Linked DNA regions of Ovis aries: region 1 is linked to region 2. The links are chromatin contacts, called in public Hi-C maps. All regions are on one chromosome and are shown on one strand. The core of a region is the stretch at or near the end of the contact, and the rest is flanking DNA. Distances in the headings are between cores, read along the strand shown.

Region 1 (3,156 bases), core at 351-2,850, 810 kb before region 2:
GTTTTATATCAGTAGGGAGCAGTAATTTGAGGTCAGTTAGGCAGTTTAGGAATCCTAGCTTTGCTATTTGTTAGTTGTGCAGTTAAGTTATATAGCTGAGCCTCAGTTTCCTCATCTGCAAATGAGGATTGAAATAAGATAACAAAATGCTTTTGCCAATTTACAGCATTTGCTCATTTCTTATAACATGCTCAATGTTTCCTTTCATAATTATCCATTTTTATGGATAATTTATCATTTATCACATTGTATTTGCCGCTTAGTTGTTTTTCTCTCTCACCAGCCCATATAGGGCAGGGACAACCGTTCTGCTTATCTCTGGCACCCACTGGGCTCTCAGTTAAATGTTTACTGAAGAAGGGAATGGAGTGAGCTGCCTGGAGATCTGGGGTAGGGGCTCCTTGAGCTCTCCTTTTCCCCTGCAGCCCTAGCTTTATGCTTACTGGCTAAGCCCCCAGTGGGCCCCACTATCACCCATAAGCCTGTTTGGAGTCTTCTGACAGCTTCTGCCCTGGAAACAAAGGCTTCTGCAGGCATCTGGTGAGGGCAGAACAGACCTGAACTCCCTGCAGTGCCCGGCCTTCTCGGATGGCTCAGCCCCTGTGGAGCCAGTTAGGCCCTATTGGCCCAAGGAGGGCCTAAGGCTGTGGCTCAAAGTGCTGGAGTTGACGGCTTTTCTGCAGGGCTGGCAGGGTGGCTGCGCTCCATAGGGAGGCCCCTTGGCTTCTCACTTGGGTGGCCTCCGAGCAGGGACCGGCCCCTTTGGCTCTGCTCCAGGATTTCTGCAGTTTGTCTGAAGGAAGCAGAGGGGGCCAGGGGAGGCCTCCGGGCCTACATTGGCAGGACCTGAGGCCCAGCCCGAGGAATAAGATCCCCCCACCACTGCAGGGAGCTGGGGAGAGAGAGCTGCAGGGCAGCTCTGGGAGAACAGTCCCCAGCAGCCTGGGGAGGCAGCCCTCAGGAGGGAGGTGGGGCGGGATTTGAGGGGAGAAGCCTTTAATGAAGACTCAGAGGAGAAAGAAGCCTAAGGGATACAAGCGGGGAGGCTGGTGGCAAGGGCCCAGAGGCCCCCAGGCCTTGAGGCTCTGACGCAGAGAGGAGGGAACCAGGGCAGCCAACTGACCTCCTTCCGGGAGTTGGGGAGAGGCCAGGGAGGAAGTGATGCTGGGTTCCAGGAGGGAGGGCGGCAGTGAAGGCAGGGGAGAAGAAGAAGGGAAGTGGGGAGAACAGAGGAGAGAGAGAAAGGCAGAGAGACAGAGACAGAGGAGAGAAACAGAAAGACAGAAAGGGAAGCAGAGAGAGAGCAGCAGACACACACGCACACACACGCATGCACGCACACACCCACACACACGTACACACACACACATGCACACCACACACAAATCAACAGAAAGAGAAGGAGAGCTGGCTGCAGAGAGGGAGTGAGGTGGGGAAGGGAGAGAAGGAAAGAGGCAGGGAAACCTAGAGAGAAGCGGGAGGAGGATAAAGGGGGAAGGGAGGGGGAAGAATGCTGGGAGGGGAGCAGAAAGGCAGGTGGGGTGAAGAGACTGAGCCAGAGCTGGAGGGGAGGCAGGCAGCTGTGAGGCAGAGGCTTGGCAGGCAGCCTAGAGGAGGAGGAGGAGACTTTGAGGAGGCCTGTCTGCAGTTGTGACAGAGAGCACTCCCTCTCTGATATCGCCAAATAAAAAGGCTCAACAGTCCAGGAAGTCATGTTCCTTGGTCTGCGGGTCACTTGGTCAACAACAGGGTGGGTTATGCCCTGACTGCTGGTACTTCCTGGAGGTGGCAGTGGGAGCGGGCAGATTCATTGCCTGGGTGCTGGCTGAGGGTCACAGATGGAAGGAGGTGGTGTTTGTTTATTCTTTTACTTGCTCGACAAACATTTACTGAGCAACTGTGCTGGGCGCTGCCCCAGGCTCTAGGGCTTCAGAGACACAGCCTCAGCCACATCTGTGAGCAGTCTAGTGGGGGATACAGATGAAGCACAGGTCCCAGAGGTGCAACCAGGGTCCAGTTACTTAACTGCTCTGTGCCTCAGTTTCCTCATCTGGAAAATGGGGTTTATTAGGAGACCTATTCTATAGGGCTGTTTTGAGGATTGAATGAAATCATTTATGTAAAGAACTAACTTGGTGCCTGGCACAAGATTATATCCTGAAATCTGAAAGGGTTTACCTATCAGTATGTATATGTTTTAAAATTTATTTATTTATTTCATTTTTGGCTGTGCTGCGTCTTCATTGCTGCCCTTGGGCTTTCTCTAGTTATAGTGCATGGGGGGCTATTCTCTGGTTGCAGTGTGAAGGCTTCTGATTGCAGTGATTTCCTTTGTTACGGAGCTTGGGTTCTAGGCACACAGGCTTCAGTAGTTGTGGCTCACTGGCTTAGTTGCCCCACGGCATGTGAAATCTTCCTGGACTAGGGATCAAAATTGTGTCGCCTGCATTGGTAGGCAGATTCTTAATCACTGGACCATAGGGAAGTCCCCTTATCAGTGTTTTTGAGCTGTTGGGTCTTGAAAGAGAAGACAGTCAAGGGGGAGCAGAAGCGGAGGAACCTCCCAGGCAGAAGCCACAGAATCCATAAGAAGGAAGGGTGACTAGGATGTGACCCGATGGCTGTGGGGCTAATGAGAGTGGTGGGAGTGGGAGTCACCTGCAGTAGCATTATCCTGGGGGAGGGGCTCGCTGAATATTCAGGGCCTTGGGCCCCTCTTTAAGCCTCTGGGCAGGGCTTGGAAATCTATGTTTTAGCTTGCTCCCAACCTCCCCGCACCTCCGGCCAGTTCTGCTACTCCCCTTCCCTCCACACTAGCCCAAGGCCCTGGCCTAGTTCAGGGGTAATTGTGTGATTACAATAAACAGCTTTCTAGTGGATCCAGCCCCGCTGGAGTCTCACCTGTAATCTGATCCTCCTTTAAAAGAGGTCTTCTGTGGGAGAAGGCAAGGGTGGGATGATTTGGGAGAATAGCATTGAAACATGTATATTACCATATGTGAAACGAATCACCAGTCCAGGTTCGATTCATGAGACAGGGTGCTCAGGGCTGGTGCACTGGGATGACCCTGAGGGATGGCATGGGGAGGGAGGTGGAAGAGGGGTTCAGGATGGGGAACACATGTACACCCATGGCTGATTCATGTTAATGTATGG
Region 2 (2,993 bases), core at 128-2,627:
AGAAAATCAAGATTCAGATTTTATCCAAGATTAAACACCCAGCTAGTCACCAGTAGATGAGGATTTGGATCAGGATTGTCTGATTTCAAGCTTGTGCTCTTTAATAAATACCATATAATACTATTCCTTTGCATTGGTTCCTAACTAGCCAGTGACTTGGGATCATTCCTCTGAAGGTGGAAGGGCTTATCTAATCCTGTTCCTACTTCTGGAACTCCTTTTCAAGAAAGCGGACTTAGTTCTGTTCCCACACAAATCCATGGGGACTTCAGAAAGTCATAGACTAGCAGAGCAGGAAGAAGCCTGTGATGCCATTCAATCCATCCCCTGCTTTATCAGTGAAGGATGAGTTACTTGCACAGGGTCATACAGGAAGAAAGGGACAGTATAGAATCTGTTCTCTACCCAGCACTGCCTTAGCCATAAAAAATTCTGAACTTTGTTAGATGATCTAAATTATTTAGCAAATTGTTTAACAGATTTAAGCCATTTATACAAAATCAGGAGATGAATCTATTTTAATCAAACAATCTGATACTGTACAAAATAGCCAGGGGTAGGTCTGTATTGCAAACACACTCCAGCTTTAATTACCAAATTAAATGGAGTGATAGCCAGCCCCTCGTATTTGTCACAAGAAATATTCAGTTTCTTAGATAGTTTATTTTCTATGTTGATGCTTTAGATAATAAGAAAGGGAAGAGGTAATCTGTTCTTGTCGCAGAATTGTTACATAAAAAAATGAAGAAACACATTAAATTTCTATATCCATCCTCCAGACTGTAAATCTGGTGTTTTTCCATAATAGCATCCATCGTCTCTCAATCAACAGCTCTGGGGCACAACCACCTGGCCAGGTTCTGGGGCAGATGTCCTCTGCCATGCTGGCTTTCTCTGTCCCAGAATACAGCCTGAGTTTCTTAAGAATATCAATCAGACAAAATATCAACAGATTTGAGACAGCAACATGACTATAAGGCTGGTAGAGACAGGTGTGATTCCATGAAAAGAGTCAAAGTTCTAGTAGTTCCAGACCCAACTTCACCTCTTAGAAACAGTACAACTTTCAGATCTTTAACTTTCTAAAACTCAATTTCTCCATCTTTAAGATGCGAGAAATATTAACAGTTGCCTGCAGGACAGCTTGTGAGGTTTAAACAAGATGACTGTTGAGAAAATGTACAGCACGGGAACTGGCACTTAGTAGGAGCTTAAATCTTTTTTTTTATTATTGAAAACATATGGCAAATAACGTTGTTTCCTCTAAAACTGATCTGGGGTAATCTATTTCTTCCTTTCGTCAAATACAAATAGGAAGGAACTGAGACGCTCATGGGCTCTCACATGGCCAATCTCTGTTCTAATGCTGCCACCTGCTGCCAAACAGCCGACATCCCATGTTATTTCAAGGGTTGCCCTGAAATAATGGGATGTGACTAGACATATTCCTTGCCAGCATACTTCACTTCATTCCCATCCTTCAGACCTGGACCAAGGACACACTGGCCTTGTCTGGTCCTGACATTACAGCTGAGCTTCCTTAGCAGGAAGGACTTTTTCAACAGAGCCACAACTATCAAGCCCACAGGCCCCAACTAGAGAGCCGGTGCACAGGCACAAAGGATTCCACACGACGCAACGAAGACCCATTGCAGCCAAATAAATACATCACTAGTTGTGTTTTTTTTTTTAAGTGGTACACAACATCCAAATACATACATGATTATTTTTTTTTAAGAAGTGGTACACAACACGCATGTTCTGCTGAAACTGCATAATGTGAGCCACACTGGGTTCTGTAAAAATCAGATTATCTACCAGTGCTTAAATATCGCATTTCACCTGAAAATGTGCATTTTCAGACTGTTAAAAATCTAAGGTTGTGGCAATACACGACCCACAGTTAGCTAGAGCTGAGTAGCAAATGCCCCTTTAGCCTGAGCAGGCCTTGACCAGTTTGGCACTACCCATCCCCACTGGATTTTAGGCTTGACCCGTCTCACTTGGTAAGATTACCTTGTTGACCCCTGGTCCCAGCTCTACACAAACTGTTGTTTCCCTTACCTCCACCACAAAGTCTTGTGGAGAATAGAGTGGCTCTATAAATAGAGTAGGACTGATTTACACTTTCAAGTAATCATAATGATTAGTAATTACCAAGTATTTAGTTTACATCAGGCACAGAGAAGAGCATTTTGACCCTAACTTTTGACCTCAAAAATATTTTCATCCCATTGTGTATTCAGATCTGATGAAATATTAAATCACTAACATCCAATTCATAATAAATCTTACTTGCAGAAATTACCTATCCGAAACAAACACTGCAATGGCAAAAACTTCAAATAAGAAAATATATTATTGATTTTTAAATGACTAAAAGAATCACATCCTGGTGGTCCAGGGATTAAGATTCTGTACTCCCAACACAGGGGCCCAAGGTTCAGTCCCTGGTCAGGGGAGATCCCACATGCTGAGTCCATAACCCCTCTACCCACAGAAAAAGAATCACTTCTTCTAGGTATTATTAAAAACAATAAAATATGAACTCAAAATTTTATGCGAAAAAGTAGAATCTTCTTCACAAAATTTTAATCTGATCATTTGACCCATGGGTATTGTACTTGTGAAAAGTAATGGCCTTGGAAATTCCCTGGTAGTCTAGTGTTTAGGACTCAGGAATCAGTTTCCATCCCTGGTAGGGGAACTAATCCCATAGACATGCTATGTGGCCCCCAAACACACACACACCAACCAAACAAAAAGCAATGACCAAAAAGAAAACTCACAGTAACAAGTTATAACCAGTCAAACTCAGTAGAAAAAAAAAGTAATTAGTTGAGTCTGTCAAAAAATCTTGATGGAAAACAATTTACCTTCATACAAATAATTTCAGAAAAATTAAAATTTAACTGGGAAAAGTAAATATATTCCATATAAAATTCTTGATGCAATATTTGGCTAATTAACTGCCCCCTCTACCCAGTATCACA

The links. A called contact is a pair of places that touch in the nucleus more often than the background predicts.
Region 1: a contact with region 2 is called in a Hi-C map of hypothalamus, with 5 times the contacts expected there. The contact joins two enhancer-like sites. A contact is called at or near these places in 2 of 16 Hi-C or Micro-C datasets (hypothalamus and tail adipose tissue).

The regions. Positions count from the first base shown.
Region 1 is chr15:41,468,570-41,471,725 of ARS-UI_Ramb_v3.0, reverse strand. No RefSeq gene overlaps it. Among named protein-coding and RNA genes, the nearest start is that of ZBED5, 76 kb to the left of the region's middle. Within about 2 kb of position 1,600, at least 43 of the 54 cell types and tissues checked have an H3K27ac peak or open chromatin away from gene starts, as enhancers often do. A contact at or near this core is called in hypothalamus, where this site is marked.
Region 2 is chr15:40,660,360-40,663,352 of ARS-UI_Ramb_v3.0, reverse strand. No RefSeq gene overlaps it. Among named protein-coding and RNA genes, the nearest start is that of USP47, 57 kb to the right of the region's middle. Within about 2 kb of position 1,377, at least 4 of the 54 cell types and tissues checked have an H3K27ac peak or open chromatin away from gene starts, as enhancers often do. A contact at or near this core is called in hypothalamus, where this site is marked.